2 separate regions of the Mus musculus genome follow, and region 2 is linked to region 1. A link is a contact called in public HiChIP or PLAC-seq data. All regions are on one chromosome and are shown on one strand. The core of a region is the stretch at or near the end of the contact, and the rest is flanking DNA. Distances in the headings are between cores, read along the strand shown. Region 1 holds the start of Mllt3 (myeloid/lymphoid or mixed-lineage leukemia; translocated to, 3). Region 2 has its middle 22 kb from the start of Focad.

What was found. HiChIP or PLAC-seq counts read pairs in DNA pulled down with a chosen protein or histone mark.
Region 2: an HNF4G HiChIP or PLAC-seq map of pancreatic cancer cells shows a contact between it and region 1. The contact joins the enhancer-like site here to the promoter of Mllt3 in region 1. A contact is called at or near these places in 12 of 39 promoter capture datasets (the 3T3-L1 cell line, 3T3-L1-derived adipocytes, the C10 cell line and 8 more), 1 of 15 datasets of contacts at CTCF or cohesin (CD8 T cells), 19 of 484 Hi-C or Micro-C datasets (the C2C12 cell line, the G1E-ER4 cell line, LSK cells and 15 more), 6 of 115 datasets of contacts at active chromatin or transcription factors (CD8 T cells, the SCID.adh cell line, bone marrow-derived macrophages and 3 more) and 1 of 9 other capture datasets (liver).

The regions. Positions count from the first base shown.
Region 1 is chr4:88,031,321-88,035,566 of GRCm38.p6, reverse strand. It overlaps Mllt3 (myeloid/lymphoid or mixed-lineage leukemia; translocated to, 3), which reads left to right and starts at 2,160. Exons shown (of 11, transcript NM_027326.3): 1 at 2,160-2,483; 2 at 3,863-4,043. The coding sequence starts at 2,472.
Region 2 is chr4:88,070,085-88,074,330 of GRCm38.p6, reverse strand. No RefSeq gene overlaps it. Among named protein-coding and RNA genes, the nearest start is that of Focad, 22 kb to the left of the region's middle. Within about 2 kb of position 2,285, at least 12 of the 459 cell types and tissues checked have an H3K27ac peak or open chromatin away from gene starts, as enhancers often do. A contact at or near this core is called in CD8 T cells and pancreatic cancer cells, where this site is marked.

The sequences.
Region 1 (4,246 bases), core at 911-3,410:
GGATGTTGGGGGAAGACGGTCAGATTCTACGATTTATTTGTGATTGCTGGAATAAATGAGAATCCAGCAAATATTACACGCACGCATGCACACACACACACTCACTAGCAAGCACATGGTCGAGGGGGTGGGGCAGGGAATCCCTCTTAATATACAAGTTCCAGTTCCTGGAGAGAAAACCAAGAGACCAACTCTGGAATCAGTGCAAACGCGGAATGGTCACCTTTCAGTTACTAAAAACATTCACATAATCTTCAGTTTTCAACTTCTTCATTCCAAAATAGTTCTCTGCAATTTGATTATTTGATAAACGGTGTAAGAATGCACAGTAGATAGTCATCCCTTGCTTATATCCCACACACAGCAGTTCTGTCTAACTTAGCGCTTACACAAACACACATGCATACAAGATGACATACTCTTACAGACTTGGTTGGGAAATATGTCCTTGGACTTCTGTTCAAGTTTCCCCACTTCTGGGCTGAATCCTGGAGGATGGGTGTACCAGTTTTAGGAGAATCACACTACTCGAGTTGGAAACGTGCTGCTTTGAACTTGGCTGGACCTGGTCCTGTCTAATCCCCATCATCTACTTTGTGAGCAGTGGGAAAAACTGAACGTGGTCATGGAGAACCTGGGACGCTCCAGGAAACCTCCTTCCCGTTATTCTCAAGTGTTCAATGCAAGGGCCGAGTTGTGCTTTCATGGTCTCCCGGCGAGAGGAAAAGAAGAAAGCAATAAAGTTGAGTCAGAAAGAGGAAGAGAGACAAAAAACACAGGGAGAAAAGAAGTTGGCAATCTGGAGAAAAAAAGATGGTGAACAAAAGATAAACTCTGGAAAACAGCCACCACCCCAAACCAGTTCAAAAAAGGAGTTAAGAGCCAGAGAGGTACAAGAACTTTAACGAAACAAAAGTCACACCCATCTTTCATTTTCGTATATCGTCTAGATCTTATCCGTTTCCTTTTTAAAGGTTGTCTGTGTTTCTAGAGGAAGCTAGTAACTCTTTTTTTTTTCTTTCTTCTTCTTCTTCTTCTTTTTTCGCTTCACGTATGGCTTGATATTCTACCCGTGGCCACTGAGACAAACTACAATCGGAGATGGAGCATTTGTAGAAGAGCAACTCTAGAACACTTCTGCGAGGGGTTGTCACCCGGGAGCCTAAATGGATTAATACCCAGAGATGGATTATGTTGGCTGTCACCAATATGCCTAAAGATTATAATCCAATTTATGCACATTATAGTCAGTATTAACTTTATCTATTTTAAGGTTCCCAGTAGTCTGGCGCGCCCTTAGAGAGAGGGCAGACCCTGATGCAACCCAGCAGGTTGTCAGCGAGGGGGAAGCCTCCTGAAGCAAACAACTGGGAAGCGGGTTCCCTAAGGCTCTGCGACGGGCACTCCCAGGTGTCCCGCCTCCACCTGGGCACGGTTCTCAGCCCGGGAACACCGAGGCGGGAGGCGTTTCCTAGGAAGGAAATGGCATTCTTGTTTCGCGTTCATTTCTTTTTTTCTTTTCTTTTTTTTTCTTTTTCTTTTTTAAAGTTTTCAGTGGCGACGGTGGGAGGGCGGGGTAGGTTGGTGGCTCGGAGTAGATAGGGAAAGGGATTTAAGGTTGCTGGGGGCTGTTCAGTCCCAGAGATTGCTATCAGGAGGCTTTTTTCCCCCTTCTTTTTTTTCTTTGGTAGCGTGGATTTCTCTTGCTCTCTGTTTAAATAAGTTTGTTTGGGTGTGCGTTCTTGCGATTTCAGCACAAACCCGCAAAAATCCATGGTGGAAAGTAAAAACAAGCCCGCTCCCCCTTCCCAAACGTGCTCACTACCGCCAAAGACTTGATTTAACAACCCCTTCTCCTGCGGCTGGGGGGCTCCAGGCAGTGGCCACATTCCAGCAGTTTTAATCCGTTTTTTATTGTAGGGAGAACGGAGTTTGCACAGGGGCCGGGATGGCTCCCCAGCTGGCCGCTCTCCCAGTGCCGGGCCCCCTCCCTCCATTTCCTCCCCCCTCCCCCATCAGGAACCTGTTACTTTAAGCGAGGCGTTCCAGTGTGGCGCTGCGGGCCGCCGGGGTTTCGGGGAGGCGGCCGCTGATTGGCTCTTTCGAGCTCCCCCTGGCTCGGTCGCTCGGCCTCCCCGCGCGCTCCGCCCCGCCCGCACGCCCTCCCTCCGCCCCTAGAGGCTCGAAGCCCGGGTGTCAGGCGCCACGGCGCATGCTCCGGACTCATCCTCTGGCCCCGGAGCTGCTGCTGCTGCTGCTGCTGCTGCTTTTGCTTTTGGGGCTGAGTTTAATAAGCGAGCGAGAGAGCGAGCACGGGGTGGGGTGGGGGCCAAGGCAGAGCATGTCCGCCATCTACCCTCAGCTCCCGGGCGCGCTCTCATTCATAGCAGCCTCTTCATGAATTACAGCTGAAGGGGGCGGGGGAGGGGGGGTACCACACAACACCCCGGCAAACCTCCGGGCCCCCAGGCATGGCTAGCTCGGTAAGTACATGCAAAAAAAATAATAAAAGCCCCCCTCCCTCTCCTCCTCCGCCCCGCGCCGCCGCAGCCCAGACAGCGCCAGCGCTCCGCGGTTCCAATTAGAGAAAGGTTGGTTTTGCTCGCGGGGAGCTGCCGCCTCTCCCTCCTCCCCACCCCCCCCCCCCCCGGCGCGCGCGCACACACTCGCACACTCGCCGCCACCGCCACCGCCACCCCCCCCCCCGCGCCTCCCGCCCGCCTCGCCTCTTTGCAATCGCAAGAAGCGCACTCACACTCCCTCTGGCTCACACACGCGCACACACACACTCACACCCGGTGGAAGGAGGCGAATAATAACTCAGCCATATTTCAGCCGCCGCCGCCGCCGGGAGCTGCGGGCACGGTCCGGGGACGCGGCGAGCAGCCTCTGCGGCCGCACCTCCGCCGAGCGCCGCGGCCGCCACGATGGTGCGTTCTCCGCGGCGCGCGCGTGAGCCCGAGTGTGCGGGCTGACAGCGGCGGGGCTGCTCGCAACTTTGCCCCAGCGGCCGGTGTGCGCGACCGGGGCTCCGCGGCGGTCCGCCAGTAGCCCTGCCTTTCTGCGTTTTGTGGCTTTCGCTGGGGGGGCGGGTGGGGGGAGGCTGGAGGGAGTTTGCGACCACTTTGGCTCTTGAAAGTGTGCAGCGTTGGCTCTGTTGGGCTGGCCTTGCTGGTCGTGGGGGGCTGTTCGCCGAGGGGTGCGGGGTGCTTTGAGTTGGGGATGCCTTGGCGTGTTTTCGTGCGGGCGTGAGTGAGTGTATGTGTGACGACGTTTCATTCTTGTGCACGAACCCCGTGGTAAGAAAGAACACGGGAGTTTGTGCCCATTAGCAGAGGCTGCCTGTAGTTTCCATTCCGCCTGGCACCGCGCTCCACACGCACGCACACATACACGTACACAAAGACTTCCTCGGCGTGTGCCTGTCGCCGCGGTACTTTCGGGGAGGGGGCTCGCTAGAAACCCCGGTCCCCTATCTCAGCCACCTCCCCTCCCACGCCGGGAAAGCGCCCCAGCATCCCCTCCTGATTGTCTCCTAATTTGTTACCGACGCGTTTGTTGTCGTGCTTGCCGTGGTGGTCGTGTTCTCCCCTTTCCCCGACCCCCTTCGCGACTAGGGGTAACATTCCGTTACAATCCCGGCCGCTGTGTAGCGGCGCCGGGGGCCCCTGCGGCCCGGCCCGGTGTATCTGGGGGTGTGGGGTGTGCGCGCCCACGCGCGTGAAACGTGGATGGAGAGGGCACTGCCGTTTCCTTTTATGTGCGTTTCAAGGAGGAGGGAAAAAAATGTCAGGCGCAATGTTGAGCAGCGAACGGTCGCCTTCCTGTTGTTCACGGCTGTCTCTCCTCCCCCTGCCCGCAGTGTGCCGTGCAGGTGAAGCTGGAGCTGGGGCACCGCGCCCAGGTGAGGAAGAAACCCACAGTGGAGGGCTTCACCCACGACTGGATGGTGTTCGTGCGCGGCCCGGAGCACAGTAACATTCAGCACTTTGTGGAGAAAGTCGTCTTCCACTTGCACGAAAGCTTCCCTAGGCCAAAAAGAGGTAGGGCTCGAATACAAAAGAGACTTGATAAAAAATGTCTTTGCTCCGGGAGGAAACAATCGCGGGGCCCCGGCGCTCCCCGGGCCGTTCCCCGCCCCCCGCGCCGCGCTTGCCGGGCTAGCCTGGGACCCGGGGGCGCGGCGCCGTGCTGGCCAGGTCTCTGCTGCCCGCGCGCGGGCGCGCGCGCGCGTGAGTGTTCGACT
Region 2 (4,246 bases), core at 1,036-3,535, 39 kb before region 1:
ATTTTTCTGACTATAATTAATAGATTATAATTATTTTTCCCTTTCCCTTCCTTTCTTCAAGCCCTCCCATATATCTCACCTTACTCTCAAATTTATAGCTTCTTTTTTCATTATTTGTTCTTACATACATGTGTGAGTATACATACATACATACGTACATACATACATACATATTCCTATCTTGTATCTGGTCGTATTCACCCCTAATCCTCCTTTTACTTCCTTCTCCAGACACCCCCACCATTGGTGTTTGTTTTGCTTGATATGTAAAAACCCTCTTTCAGTTACAAAGAATACCATTTGCCTATGGTATGCATAACAAATATTTTTTCCAGTTTGCCTTTGGCTCTCATCTCCCAATGTTGGTGATGAAGCCCAGGACAAGTCTTCTACCATGGACCTAAATACCTACCATCCCTCCTTTTGAGAAAAGGGACTTGAAGTAAGGTCTCATGTAGCACAAGCTGGCTTCAAGCTTTCTTTGTAGCTCCAGTGATGGCCTAGAACTTCCAAGCCTCCAGGATTTTAAATGTGAGCCACCATGCTTAGTTACAGTTTCTCTCTTTCCATCTATTTATTTTTGTTTTATGTGTATGGGCATTTTGCCTACACATATATGTACTACATGTGTATCTTCAGAGTCCAGAAGAGGGTGCTAGAACCCCTATGGGAATGGAGTTACAAATGGTTGTTAGCCACCAAGAGGGTGCTAGGAATTGAACCCAGATACTCTGGAAGAGCAATCAGTGCTCTTGACCTCTGAGCCATCTCTCCAGCCCCTACCATTTTTTTTTCTTTTCTTTTCTTTTCTTTTCTTTTCTTTTCTTTTCTTTTTTTTTCATGTAAATATTTAGGCTAAATGGAATTGTTTAATGTTAGAAGGTACAGATCCACATTTAGTTTTTCTTTTTCTCCCCCATGTTTACCAATAATCTGATCAGCATTTTAATAAAATTAATCTTATCTCCAATTTTAAATGCTTCTTTTATGTTTGTCTTGAGATGGCCTCACTTTGTAGCCCCGGCTGGCCTTGAACGAACAGAAATCTTCCTGAAAGGATTTCACCACTACACCTAGCTCTATCTTTTTTTAAAGACATGATCTCATAGTGTAGCCCAGGTTAGCATCAAATTCCTGAGCCTCTAGCTGCAGCCTAGGCATTAGGACAGCAGTTATGCTTCCTGCACTTGGCACTTTATGATTGTAACACTTAGCATTTCTTCTCGTTTCTAGGTGAGATTGATGCCTCACCCAGTACAGTGTTGAGTAAGAAAGATAGTAGATATTTTTACACCTCTCCTCATTGTTTTGTTTTGTTTTGTTTTTCAAGACAGAGTTTCTCTGTGTATCCCTAGCTGTCCTGGAATTCTCTCTGTAGATCAGGCTGGTCTTGAACTCAAAGATCTTCCTGCTTCTGCCTCCCAAATGCTGAGATTAAAGGCATCCGGTGCCACCGCTGGGGCACCTTTCCTGATATTAACAGGATATCTCTAACAGCTCCCATCACAGTGTGATATTGGCTTTGGAGTTGAAGTAGATATATTTTATATACGAGACTGCTGTTTGTATGCCGCATTAAATTAAATCACTTAATTCATTAGAATCTCCTAGAAAGAGGTGACACCTTATATGTTGCAATTTGTTAGTAATCAAACGTAATGTTCATATCACAGCTATAGAATATATGTGCAAAATTATACAAGAACAGCACATATTTTTTTTGTGCTTACCTTAATTGTTCATGGACTGTGAAATGATTTACCATGTGTTAATTGGGTCTTCATCATAATCATCAATTAGGAATGTTAGCTATAAAAAGACTCAGCTGTGCTTTATTCAGTGGCACACACCTGTAATCTGGGTGGTAGATCCTGGGCTACCCAGAGAGTTAGTTAGACAGTCTTTTTAAAAAAGGCTCAGCAGCAAAGAACAAAAATCTGTAAATTGTCACTTTCTAGCATGTTATTCTAATTATTATGCAATGTCTAGCTTTTTGTTTACTGGAGATAAAATTTAAATAACAGCAAGATGCTCCTATTTGAATACAGGTCAAAAATGGAAGAATTAATGTTTCTAAAACACTCATGTTCAGTGTATACTATGACAAAAAGACAATTTAAGTCACTACTCTAACTGTAGTCACAGCAAGTTGAAGTCTCACTAGATTCTAGTGACGAGAGGATGGATCTAAAGAAGGAATGCGAGGTGGCCTGCAGCAATGGATTTGAGAATCAACTTCAAGCAGTTGATAATTAAAACCACAGAATACCGGAGAGATGACTCAATGTTTAAAAAGCATACATTTGCTCTTGCAGAGAGACCTGAGTTCATGTTTAGCAGGCAGGATCCTAACCATATGTAACTGGTTTCCTCTAGGACATACAGTCATGTGCACAGACATTCACTCTTGTTAGTTTTTGTTCTGTTTTGTTTTGTTTTGCTTTTGTCAATTTGAAGAGCTGGAATCATCTGGGAAGAGGAACTCCCTTCTTCAGATTGGTCTGTGGTCATTTCATTGGATGATGGTTGATGTGGGAGGTCTCTGCCCACTGTGGGACATGTCATCTCTGGGTAGGTGGACCTGGGGTATATAAAAAGCAAACAGAGAAAGCCAAAGGGAGCAAGTCTATAAGCAGCATTCATCTGTGGCTTCTGCTTCAATTCCTGCTTCCAGGTTCCTGTCTTGCTTGAGTTCCTTGGTTGGCTTCTCTCTATGATATACTGACTGAGACCACAGTCTATCACAAAGAACCGCCCCCTCCTCAAGTTGATCTTAGACATATTGTTTTATCACAACAGTAGAAAGCAAACCAAAACACATGCATGCAACCATATCTTTAAAAAATGAAATAGATCTTAAGAAGTTTCCATAAAAAAGTAAGCCACAGAATAAAATGGTTATGAAGACTTAGAAGAAGAGAAAGAAGCCAAAGATAAAAGCCTACTCAAAACAAATAAGGATAGGTAGGAGAAGAAAGGTTTGAGATTTTAAATGAAAACAAACAAACAAATAAAAATGTTAGCCATGGTACTGGACACCAACAACCCTTAATTCCAGCCATTGGGATGCAAAGGCAGGAAGATCAGAAATGCAAAGCCACACAGTGAGTCCTTCCCTCTTCTCAACAAAACCAAAGTAAAACAGAATGTGAAATTGAAACAGGAGAGGAGAGAACTTGAGATGTTTTTCAATTGCATCAAAGGTTTCTAAGAGTAAAGCACATGAAAAGAAACAGCAAGACAGCCACAGCAGACCTCTCAGAGTGATAGTAATCTTCAGTGCCTGCCTCCTGCCCCACCTTCCAGAGGTCCCCACTTTCATACTACTTGCTTCCCTGTTCACAGGCACAAGAACATAACTTGTGTTAGACACAGTCTCAATGTCTATGGGCATATCCCAGCAAAGCCCATTGTTCTATTAGGGCTCCAAGGAATCCAGATGTGACAGCTGTTCTTGGGTAAACATGGCCACATCTGAAATGAACTACAATCCAGAAATGGAGTTCACACCTGTGAGAGGTTTTTGTTTTTGTTTGTTTTTTTTTTTTTCTTGGTTGGAGGTGGGTGAATCCACTTCTAATCCAGACCTTTGACATAGAAAAACACTCACCTTTAATGCAGTTCTTGAGGAGAGAAGACACACTTTAAATCTGGGCCAAACATTCTGCTGGAAGCCTATATAAGAATATGGAAGAAGGAAGCTTCTGCTCTTTGCCTGCTTGCTGTCACCCTGCTAACAAGTCCATTCCTTCCTTGGTATTGGAGCCTATTTCTTTAGAATTACATCAACTGCTGAAGACTTGTTAAGGCATTCAGTTTTGTGGACTGAGCAACTTCTGGATTCTTAGTCTTTCTGTTCATATTCAACTCCTATTATTGGGTTAGTTGTACTGTAGCCTGTAAGTGATTCTAGTAAATCTTTCTATATACATACATACACAACATATATATGTTTATATATGTATATATAAAGAGATTTATTCTATTAGTTCTGCTACTCTAGAGAGCCCCAGCTAATGCACCAGAAAAGCATCCCCTATACTTCCAGATAATTGAAATATCAGAATAAAGTCAGAAGACAGATCTATGCAAGCATAAGAGATCAGCAACAAAGAGCAGAGTTTGAGAAAGGACAGAGATGAGTGTGGGTTAGAAGAGTGTGGCTTTGTTTCAGCTCATGGATCCCAGCCTCAGCCAGGCAACAGCCCAGCCTCTTTTACCAATCATTCATTTCTCTTCTGAGCTT